Regions from separate parts of the Mus musculus genome. Here region 1 is linked to region 2. Evidence: chromatin contacts called from public promoter capture Hi-C data. All regions are on one chromosome and are shown on one strand. Each heading gives the region's core, a stretch centred on a gene start, on an enhancer-like site or on the middle of the called end of the contact. The rest is flanking DNA. Distances are from core to core; before and after follow the strand shown.

Region 1 (5,526 bases), core at 1,002-3,501, 220 kb before region 2:
TGTGCAAGTTAGACTTCAAAGAATTCCTTTATTTTATTCCATTGTTTTATTCAGATAACTACCTAACTCTCTGAGGTACACTCACATTAGTATTCTTTTTGTGTGCAGGGAGAGGGGTAGGGGAGACAGACAGACAGACAGACAGACAGCATTTGCTTGCTGTGTGCAGGAACATATGTGTGTGGAGCCCAGAAGTTGATGTTTAGTCACTATCCACCTTATATACCAGGGTAGGACCTCTCATGTAAACCCAGAGCTCACCAATTTAGGTGAGCTAGTTGCCAGCTTGCTTCAGAGAACCCACCTCCACCTTATATTTTACTTGGGTACTAGGGACCAAAATTTCAGTCTTCATGTTTGTATGACAAGTGACAAGTACCTACCTGCTAAGCTGTCTCCTCATATCTAATGTTCTTTAATAATTGCCTAACAATCACTAATTAGAGTTTTTCGCTATAAGTTAAATTGTCCTTTCTTCTTTTTTTTCCTAGCCAAATCAAATAGAAAGCTTACTTTTCTATACTTAGCAAATGATGTCATCCAAAACAGTAAAAGGAAAGGACCTGAGTTCACAAGAGAATTTGAGTCTGTGCTTGTGGATGCTTTTTCTCATGTTGCCAGGTATGTTTTCTATCGGGGGCTTTTATATTTTCCACCTTTTTGTTCTGTTGTTTTTGTATATCCTTTGCAAATGGACAATGTTGTACTTTACAGAGTGCTGTGAAGACCAAATTATGCTTTTATGTTTTTCTGGGCCCTTAACTATCATCTCAGACATGTAAACACTTTGAAACACTAAAGAGATTCATTCTGGTACCAGAAACACGTTTTTCTCCTCTGAATTCACTCACTGGATTTCTTTTTCAAGTACATTTTCCATGGCTGAGTTGTCTCATTAGTTTATGATCAAAAACCAGAGCTAGTACTGCAAAGGAGCAGTTCACTCTCCTTCGAAGTGTCTCTTCAATAGCGGAGACTGGTTTGAGACTTTAATTTCCCCCTCTTTCTAGTCTGCTAAAAATAGAAGTCATTGCTGTCATACAAAAGTAGTCATATAATGTGTGGGGAAGCAGATGCTTGAGCCGCATGGTTGGGAATCTGCAACTTGGACTGCAGAGTGCTGCACCATGGAGCACACAGGCAGCTGGATAGAAAGCTCACACCTGCTGAGCTTCCATAGCACTCGGGCTTGTTTGTAGGTGTGAGTTAGATTCCCAGGAGGAAAATTTAGTTTTTTGTTCGTTTTTGTTTTTTGTTTTGACAGACTATTATGTTCGTAAGTATGCACAAAAATACATAGATCTTTGCAAAAGAAACCATGAAGAGTGGAAATGAGACTAGTGTATTAAACAGAAATGTTTGGAGTCTAAGAAGGTGTTGTGTGGGAATTGAAGTGAGTATTCTTTGGAGGATTTGAAATGTTTAAAGGAATAAAATTAGTAGTCCAAAATGTTAAAAACCACATTGAGCTTTCTGAAGCTGGAGGACTTGCTTGAACCCGCCGTGCTGGTTCTGATGACCACGGGCACTGAAGCGGCAGAGTGCATTAGGGACGTGAAGAAAACGACTGACTCTTCAAACAGCTGCTAAGCTGAGAGAAGCTATCTGAAATTGGAGTCTGGGGTTGGCTGTTTTGATAAGGCTTAGCTGGGTGCCTTAGTGTGACACTGTTCTGTCTCACGTGCCATGTGAGTAGCCTTGGGTGTATAAGTTAAGTTTCTGAGCCCAACTTTCCTATCTTGTTAAAAGGCAGGGAGCTTTTAGAGTCCAGCTCACTGTTTTACTCATCCATTTTCATGTCCTGCACTCCAGGCAGGAAAGGGCTGCCTTTTCCTAGCTCTTGGGCCAGGCACCTTGTAGTGCTTACAGACAAGGAGTGCACTCACATAGTCTCTCACAGGGTGTCCCAAGACGCGGCAGCACTGCATCTGTCCTGGTGCTAATAGGGGTGAGTAAATATTCTTTGAGTCAGTTAGGATAATCGTGACTAACTGGGGAAAAGATGTGGTTTAAGGGTACTATCTCTGCCCTATAGGGATAATAAACTAACACTTTTATAACTCTTCGCTGTTCTGAATTAGAAAAGGGTAAGTAGAAAGGGCTACAAGGTGGATACCAAGATTCCGAGGGCTTACCTAGCATGTGGGCACATCTTAAAACCATACAGAAGCCAGGCATAGTAACACACTTCTAGAATTCCATCACTCAGAGGCCAGCCCAGGCTATGTAGTGAAACCTTGTCACAAAGAAAACAAAGAGATGTAAACAGGAGACATTGGGAAACCATCTGGGCACATTCTACCTGATGTTTCCCAGCTCCTGTCCATATGCCAGGCTGTTTAAGGTCCAGTTTGGACCATGTTTCAAGGCTTCTTTCCTTCATCCTATCATTAGAACAGAAAGTACAATAGCTACTTTAATACTGTTGTAACTCATCAACCAAGAGTAACTTAGTAAGTGTTCTTGGTGTGCTTTTGCTGTGACCAGATGGTGAACCAAGGTAGCTGACCCATTAATTCCCCAAATAATTAGCAAGATTTTTATGATGCTTCTCTACTTTCATCCCCAAGCCAAAAAAAAAGACAAAAAAAAAAAAACCCTTTGAATTCAGAAAGTTCATAGGGTAGATTTGATTTGAGTAGTGGTTTAAATAACTAGACTATGAACATATTATGCTTATGCATACCTTGTTTTCTTTAAAGTTTGGAGGTAGTTACACATTCATTATTCAACTTGTGTTTGTTCTATGCCACACACTAATCCAGAGCTTGGGGAACAGCAAGGAGGAAGGCAGATAAGAACAGTGACGTGAACAAGACACTTTGAAATGATATGGACAATTAATTAGAATAGTGTTCTAGGGTAGACTCTTCTCCATACATCTTGGGTAAGAAGGTGACATTTGAGAACCTAAGGTGGAAATAATCGTGACATCTTAAGAGGAGCAGGATGAGATGGATATGGTAAACAAAGTAAGATGTGGCCCCAGATGAGATCAGAGAGAGGAAAGGAGTGGTTCCATAGTCCCTGGGAGTCTATTCTGATAGGGTGTCAGTCAAGAACTGTAAGCCAGCGAATGAAAACATTTCTGTAGACATTATAAAAAGCCCAGGTAAAATTAGAGAAAGAAAACAAAACATAAAACAAAACCTAACCATATAACTAGGATCTTTCCCCCTCATAATCTATTTGTTAATTGTGCTGCCAGGGACAGTTCATGAAAAGTTTAACCATTTGTAAAATCATGAGTAAGCACTTTTGGTAAAATTGTACCTGAGCCAGGTGGTGGTGGTGGCGCACACCTTTAATCCCAGCACTTGGGAGGCAGAGGCAGGCAGATTTCTGAATTCAAGGCCAGCCTGGACTATAGAGTGAGTTCCAGGACAGCCAGGGCTACACAGAGAAACCCTGTCTCAAAAAACAAAAAAAAAAAAAAAATTGTACCTGAATGAAAAGTTCACTCCATTAGCAGATATCCCTCTTTTTAGTCAACTATTCTAATATATGATAAGGCAATAAGTGTATATCTTTTTATTATATTGTAGAGAAAGTTTTTATTTTTGTTAAGTTTGTTTGTTTGTGGGTTTTGGAGATAGGGTTTCTCTGTGTAGCCCTGGCTGTTCTGGAACTTACTCTGTAGACCAGGCTGGCCTCCTAAATACTGGGACTAAAGGTGTGCACCACCACCTCCTGGCAAATTAATACTTTTTAAAGGTTTCTATTAGATGCCTTTAAAAAGAAGAGATGACAGAGTGGGTAAAGGCCAGACTAGCTGAATCAGCAATCTCTGGGTACAATTGAGAGACCCTGTCTCAGTTTGTAAGGTAGAGAACAACACACACACACATTCACATACTTGCAAACCATATATATGAAAGGCCCGTGTAGAGAATGGGTTGTGAAGGGCAGGGAAACCTGAGCTCAGAAGGAGTGTTGCTGTGGTGTTGGCTAAGGTGAGATTGGTTAAGACATTTGCAGTGAGAAGGCTCTCTCCATTTATTGAATGCTTATTTTGTAGTTGGAGTCTTCACCCTTGTAAAATGTACATGATGTCTTGAAAAGGGAGCTGGTATTGAGGCAAGAAAGAGATTTTTAGTGTGAGTCGATGGCTGGTCTGAACCGAGGACTGGGAAGCTTTGGTGGAGGAAGTAATTTTTGTTTTGTTTTGGCCATGTTAAGTTTGAGACGGCTGGTTAGGTGTTTCAAGTGGCAATTGTGGGTGGACACATGGTTAAACTAGTATCAAGTTCACAGAAACTTAGTCTTTGTTATTTTATGTATATGAGCATTATGTCTACATGTGTGCCTGCTTGATCACATGTGTGCCTAGTGGCCACAGAGGCCACACAGGGCATCAGATTTCCTGGAACTGGAGTTGCAGGCAGTTGTGAGATTCCATGTGGATTCCAGGAATCAAATCTGGGTCCTCTGAAATAGCAGCAAGTGCTGTGGTTGCTGAGCCATTTCTCCAGGACCCCTCTCCCCCTAATTTCTATTTTTTTAAAAAATAAACCCTAAAATTTCATTTGTCATTTGTGTGTATACACACTCATGTGTATGTACATGTGCTATAGCAAACACACAGAGTTCCAGAAGTCAGGTCACTCCTTCCACCATGTGGAATCCCAGGAATTTAACTCAGGTTGTCAGGCTTGGTGGCCTTAATTCCTGATTCTAGACTTAATTTCTTGAGAGGTAAATCAGGAGTTATTGCCAAATACATGATAATTCCTTATTGTTTGTGGGTCTTTATACTTCTCCCAGGTGGGTAATTTCCTGGGAGGTATCATGGTTGTTAGGTTTTATTGCGCTCAGGGATACAGAACAGTCAGCAAAGGGGAGAGGTGCATGGGTAATTGTGACAGGAGGTGGGAAGGGACTCAGCACCCAGAGCCTCCTCTAGGATTTGTGGAGGGTGCTTTTGTCACTGTTCCTGCAGAGTAAGTAGGCATTCACTTAGAGCCATGTTGTTCACACAAGTGAGGCACCCAGATCATTTGGGAGTGGAGAGTGTCCTGATCCCCACTTCCACCCTCACCCCAATCTCCAGGTCCGCTCCTGTCTTAGCTTTCTGTCACGGTGGAAGAATGCCAGAGAGAAACAAGGGAGTAAGGATGTAGCTGGGCTCATGGTTGCAAAGGCTTCAGTTCATGCTGCCAGCTCCTCCTCTTCTGGGCTGCAGGGAAGCAGAGCATCACAGCAGAAAGTGTGTGATTGAGCCTCTTGATGGCTTAGTGGCAAATATTTTAAAAACACTTTTCACTTAGATAGCTCTCATATACACATTATTATTTATTTGTTTGTTTTGTTTTGGAGACAAGTTTTCATGCTGCCCAAACTAGCCTTCAAAGAATTTGTGTGGTCAGGAATGGCTTTGAATGGATTCTCCAGCCTTCCCCCTTGAGTCCTGAGATTGCAGGCATGGACCACCATGCCCAGTTTATGCACTGCTGGGGATCAAACTCAGGGCTTTGTACATTCGAGGCAAGCACATTGCCAAATGCTATACATCCCCAGCCTCAAGAA
Region 2 (6,155 bases), core at 2,444-4,943:
GCCTCCTGAGTTAGCTCTCTTTCTTACTCTGTTTGTTTGTTTATGTTTTTCGAGACAGGGTTTCTCTGTATAGCCCTGGCTGTCCTGGAACTCACTCTGTAGACCAGGCTGGCCTCGAACTCAGAAATCTGCCTGCCTCTCCCTCCCAAGTGTTGAGATTAAAGGCGTGGGCTACCAGTGCCTGGTTCTTTCTCACTCTTAATGAAGTTCTTTTCCAGGCTTTAAAGCAGTGGTTCTCAACCTGTGGGTCGAGACCTTTCTGGGGTCGAACAACCCTTACACATGGGGTCACATATCAGATATTCTGCACATCAGATATTTACATTATGACTCATAACAGTAGAAAAATTACAATTATGAAGTAGCAATGGAATAACTTTATGTTTGGGGGTCACCATAACTGTATTAAAGGGTCGCAGCATTAGGAAGGTTAAGAATCACTAGGTTAGAGGGAAGCCCCTCCTTCCCTGTAAACTTCTATCATGTTCAGATCTCCATATACTGTATTGCTTCTGTCTCACGTAATGTCTAGTTTCCCCTCCCTCTCCAGGTCCCTTTGTGACCCTGGTCTCTCATTGTAACAGCCCTCATTCCAGGGAATTCCATCAGCTTCCTTTGTAGACCCTGTAACTTTTAAAAGACAAGAACAAAAAACAAAACAAAACAAACAAACAAACAAAAAACAACTTCCTAGCTCTAAATTCAGAGCATAAACAATGCAAAACTATAATACATGGCTGCCACAATTGAACATCTATTTTTGTTGTTTGTTTTTCAGTGTTTTGCTGTGTAGCCCTGGCTGTCCTGGATCTTGCTCTGTAGATCAGACTGGTCTCAAAAGTTGGTCAGAGCTAATAATAGGCATGGTGTCTAAGGATGGAGTTTGGGAACAAAGGAGAAATTTGAGGGTCAGCAAAGTTCAGTAGGTCTGGAACTCAGGTCAACGACAGTCAGGCTCCACAGCCAATCCTAACCGCTGCGGCTGGGGCCTGCTGACCTACGGAGTTGCTAAGTGTAGGGCTGCATGCACTCAGGGAAAAACCCAGATGCCAGAGGTCCCCCATCTCTGCAGTAGGACCCTGGTAGGCTGTCACAGTAGGGGTTTGGGCCTTCCCTGCCAGAGCAGAGCGGAGCTGAATCATGACTAAGCTAGAAGCTGTGTGTGCAAATCTCCTCACATCTGATGGCTCACTTCATTGACTTTCAGCACAGACACTGTCTCGTCCAGAAAGGAAAAATGGCTTCAGAAAGCAGGGCTGGAGCTTAGGCAGACTCTCACTAGGAGCAGGTGACAAGGCCTGAGCCAGAGCCCAGGTCCATGTGGCACTCACTCTAGTTTACCTTTCAACAGAATAAGAACCTAGAGCAAGACAGTGCACAGAATCCGCCTCTGGGCCAGCCCACTTGTGATGTCCCCCCATGAAGTCCTACTGTGACCTCAGGTTCTGCTCATCACTTAAGCCGTGTGGCGTCGGTCAGCAGAATAGTGTGGGTGAGGTTGAAACAAGTGGACATTCTGAGCAGAATAAAAGTCCAGGCTAAAGAGGGCTCCGTGGTTAAAAAAAACAAAGCAAAGCAAAGCAAAGCAAAGCAAAGCAAAGCAAAGCAAAGCAAAGCAAAGCAAAGCAAAGCAAAACAAAATGTCTTCTATCTCATGCAGAGGGCCCGGATTCAGTTCCCAGCACCCACTTCAGTCATCTTACAACTGTCTGTAATTCCAGCTCAGGGAGGTCTGTGACCCTCTTTTGGCCTCTGAAGTCACTTTGCACTCATGTGTGCACACACATGAACACACACTCGCACAGATACCCAGGCATATACATACTTAAAAATTACTTAGGAAAAAGACCAGAAATCCATAAGAATCAAAGAAATTACACTAGGGTATATGCACAATGTCAAAATTTCCTAAACCTGGGACACCTACTCTCCGTGTGTTCCTGCGTTGCTCTAGGCCTTATTTTTATGTTTTGAAATGTATTTTGAAAATCATTTTCACTTTATATGCACGGGTGTTTTGCCCGAGTGTATGTCTGAATGGGAAGGTGTCCAGGATTATTTTCTGAAAATGGCATTTTATGACAGGTCATGGATCCCAGCTGCCTCGGGTGCAGAAGAAATGTTCTGAGGGAGATCCAGAGGGCGAAAACCCAGGGGTAAGAATTCCTGGCGTCTCCCCTTCACCGCCTCTTGAAAGCAGGGTCCTTTACAAATATCATTGCATAGGAGGAGCAATATCTGGCAGGTCCTGTGTACACAGCTCTGTGTTTCTTCCGATGTTTGGAAGGCAATGTCTCCTAGCTGGGCAGATAGCAGGAGGATCTGCTTAGAAAGAAGTGATGAGGGAAAAAAAAGGAAGGAAGGAAGGAAGAAAGAAAGGAAACAAGGAAAGAAGGAAGAAAGGAAATGAGCCCTCAGGAGGATAGGAGGATCCCGATTTTTAGACTTCCATAAAATCCAGGGGATTGGGGTGGGGCGTGAGAAACCTTGAGCCTCTGAAGTCCAGCCCCCTCTGTTCACCATGGAGACCGGGCCACTCCCACTCGGGGCCTGAGGCTGCTGCAGAACTTCACAGCCCTGCATGCAAAGCTGAACTAGATTGCAGGAGGGGAGGGATGGGGGTGGGGGTTCCCACCTTGCCCCTCCAGCTTAGCGCCTCCTGCTCCTGATGGTGTTAGAAGTATCTTGGCTCTAAGAGAAGCCTACTGTCCCCTCAGAAGCCTCAAATCCTGGTCCCTGAGAAGGAGGGGTGAAATGTGTGAAAACAGATATCTGGTTAAGAAAACTGGGTTTAGGAAACGATGGAATATTGAAAGCCGGGGGAGAATGTATTCAGAGAAAGGGAACTTTCCCGGGCTAACCAATAGGATCCCATGTCTGATAGGAAAACAAACAGGCAGAACTAACTATCTATGCTTGCCAGGAAAAAAAAAATGGGACAGGCGAAAATTAAAATATGTTTGGTGTTGTGTCTTGGAGACGAGTCCATGTAACTGATTCTCGTATTTATTTCTGAAGTTCCGGTTAAGGCTCCCATCTGGATTCTCTTTCTCGCAAGGCACACTATGCCTGCTTTCCCTACTGGAAGGCCATCCTGTCCTCACAGTAAGCTAGGGGCGAAGGTGATAGTCCCCCCCCACCCCCCACCACCACTCTATAGGAGAGGAAACCGAGGCACAGAGAAGCACAGAGAGGCTGAGACCAGCCTTAAAGAGTAGCTGAGATGCCAAGGACAAGACTCCAGAATTAGAGCACTAAAAAAGTACCCCTGCAGCCTGGGATGGGGGACACCTCCAAAGGTCCCGTTTTTTAAACAATTTACTACGGATACAACCAAAGGGATAGGAACTAGAGACAGGGAGTCTCCGTGTGGTCACCACCCAGCTTGAAAGAAAGCCTTACATGAGGCGAGGAGGACGCAAGAAAAGGATGGACTGCTTAGGAAGAGGAATCCGTCCCAGAGCCACAGGTCTCAACAGGCTCGCGCGTGCTGGCATGGGTGGGCGCGTGCACGTGCACAGCACATGCGCACATGCCCATGCTCGCACAGACCTCTAGGCTCCACTGGGGCAGCCCCTGGACTGGTCCCCAACGTTGATGGGGAACCGCAGCTGCCCTCCCCCTCCCGCCCCCACGGCTGCCTTCCTCCTTCCTCTTTCTACTACTGCCCTGCCCTTCCCCAGAAGGCTTCTTTATAGGTCTCAGGTTCCCATCCGAGGCCTTGTGGTTTGGGCTGCCCTAGAGGACATGACCTGGGCCCCTGACAACGTGCGGAAATGGTCAGCCCTGTTGCTGCTGGCCATCATTGGCACAGCCCTGACAGCCGCCACCGACCCTGGCTTCGTGGCCATGATCTCCCAGAAGGGTCTGGACTTCGGTAATTGGATGCCTTTCTCTCTTCCTCCCCTTCCCTGACAGGGCACTTAGGGTGCACAGCCCTTTAAATCGGATGCCTGGCAAGTTCACTGCTTCCCCCCCCCTCCTATTTTACATAGAAAGAAACTAAGGCACCGTCTCATAGGACTAGAAAAGTGTCAGAGCTGGGACTGGATCACACTACTCTAGAAGATTCCAAGTGCCCCGGGGCTCTGAGGGTCCCCACGGTCCCTTCTCTCTACACCGTGACATTTCTAGGCCTTTTCTTTCCAAAGTCAGTCGTCTGCCTTACCTCCTTTGTTAGAGACTAAGCAGGCAGGGGGTGCCGGGGGGCGCCTCCAGTGAGATGTACACACACTGCGGGCAGACTCTGGGAAAGCTACCCCAGGCTCCTCCCAAAGGCCAGGCAGGTAACAACTCCGCTCACCTGCTTCTCTGCCAGGCGCCTCACAGATCCACCGGTCCCATTCTTCCATTGCAGGACTGGGTGGGTGGGACACAGCACTCCTGCAGGTGAGGAGTCTCTAGCAAAGGCGCTCTAGTCCTCACTGAAGCCCTTCTTGGGGCCGCTTAGTGCTGCCTCCTGGTGGCAGAGAGAGGAACTGCAGAACTCAGGGCGATCCTAGTTCAGATCAGACCAGGTTGGGTGGGGGGGCGGGGCAGGTCCCAGGGGATCTGCTTTCCTATCCCAGAACGCATGTTCCAGGCCATGCAGGCCATCGCAGGGATGCAAACAGATTCCCCCATGAACGTCGATGAGGATATGGTTGTGTTTAAATCCAGAGCTGGTGTGTGTGTGTGTGTGTGTGTGCGCGCGTGTGTACATACATGTCACATGAGTGCATGGGTGACTGACAGCTTTTGTGGGAGCAGAGGCTCAGCTCCAGTGTCCCATGTGGCAACTGGAGTGAGTTTTTAAAAAATGCAGCAAGCCTATTATTCATTTGTATGCCCACATCCAAAGGTTGAACTTGGGGAACAAGAAGCCTTGATCTCCCATCTTGACTCTACCATATGTCAGCAGTGAGCTCTTGACCAGAGCACTAGGGTGTGGGAGGGAAGGGAAGGACCCCCTTCCTAGGATTGCTCAGCTTGGCAGGGAGCAGTGCTGGTGGATGGGAAGACCCCCGTGCTTTTTACTGTTACTACTGCTGGTTATAATGGCATCTGGGCTGGTTCCTGGCAAACTGGAAGCTACCTCAGGTCACCTCTCTGCCTCCCTCTTCTCCCCTCGGGGGCATGGTTGCCTGTTAATTGGTGCTGTTAGCCACATGATCACTGGTAGCAGAATTCCTGCCTCTGGGACATTCATTTATTTACCCAACAAATAGTACATGCCGGGCACCACGGTAAATACCAGAGACACACTGATACATAAAAGCTGGCATGGCACCAACTTCGGGAGATGTCCATTTAGCAAGGGAGCGTGACATCAATCAGAGTCGTGGGAACAGATGCGTAGTTACAAAGAATGGGTGCTCCAAATGAGACACTAAGGCTGTGAAGATGCTAAACGTCTGTGTCAGGGAAGCTTCCTGAAGAACTGGCGATGGAACAGAGGAGAAGTTGAACAGGTGGCTAGCAGGAGCCGCGTGTGCAAAGGTCCTGTAGTCAGAGTCTGGAGGCTATAGAGGTGTTCATCAGTGGGACTGCAGTCCAGAGGGAGGTGTGGAGAGAGAGATACTTGACCGACTGTTTGGGGTTGTTACATCTGAGCAGGATTGACAAACTACAGCCCGCAGGCTCAGTGTGGCTTGCCGTATATTTCTGAATGACCTATGAGCTAGGAAAGTTTTCGTTTGGGGATGTGTGTGCATACATTACAACGGGGGTGGGTACACCTGGGAGCCAGGGGGAAGCTTGGGTGTTGTTCCTCAGGCACCGTGCACAGCGTGTGTGTGTGTGTGTGTGTGTGTGTGTGTGTGTGTGTATGAGCATGCACATGAGCGCATACGTACCCATGGATGTGTGTGTGTGATGGTGCTCATATGTCGTGCGAAGGCCAGAAATTGACACTGGGTGTCTTCCTTGATCATTCTCCGTTTTAAATTTTGAGGCCGGTCTTCAATCCAGAGCTCTCTGATATAGCTGTTCTAGCTCTGGGACCCCTGTCCGTATCTCCTGAGCACTGGAATTACAGACGAGTCACCCCACCCGCCAGCTTTATGTGGCTTCTGGGGATCTGAACTCTGGTCCTTTACTGAGCCATGTCCCCGGCATTTGGTTGTTTTAGAGGCAGGATCTTGCGGCACGCTCTTATATTGAAGCTCTCCTGCTTC

What was found. Promoter capture Hi-C pulls out the DNA fragments that hold promoters and counts their contacts.
Region 1: a contact with region 2 is called in a promoter capture Hi-C map of liver, with 2.4 times the contacts expected there. The contact joins the enhancer-like site here to the promoter of Bpi in region 2. A contact is called at or near these places in 13 of 39 promoter capture datasets (the 3T3-L1 cell line, 3T3-L1-derived adipocytes, the C10 cell line and 8 more), 1 of 15 datasets of contacts at CTCF or cohesin (CD8 T cells), 10 of 484 Hi-C or Micro-C datasets (the C2C12 cell line, the HL-1 cell line, Sertoli cells and 5 more), 1 of 115 datasets of contacts at active chromatin or transcription factors (bone marrow-derived macrophages) and 2 of 9 other capture datasets (adipose tissue and liver).

The regions. Positions count from the first base shown.
Region 1 is chr2:158,035,505-158,041,030 of GRCm38.p6, forward strand. Rprd1b (regulation of nuclear pre-mRNA domain containing 1B) reads left to right here. Exons shown (of 7, transcript NM_001291134.1): 2 at 492-621. Among named protein-coding and RNA genes, the nearest start is that of Rprd1b, 9.8 kb to the left of the region's middle. Within about 2 kb of position 2,252, at least 10 of the 459 cell types and tissues checked have an H3K27ac peak or open chromatin away from gene starts, as enhancers often do. A contact at or near this core is called in liver, where this site is marked.
Region 2 is chr2:158,254,548-158,260,702 of GRCm38.p6, forward strand. Bpi (bactericidal permeablility increasing protein) reads left to right here and starts at 3,694. Exons shown (of 15, transcript NM_001356542.1): 1 at 3,694-3,877. The coding sequence starts at 3,748. Gm34571 (a long non-coding RNA gene) reads right to left here and starts at 4,432. Exons shown (of 3, transcript XR_866913.1): 1 at 4,304-4,432.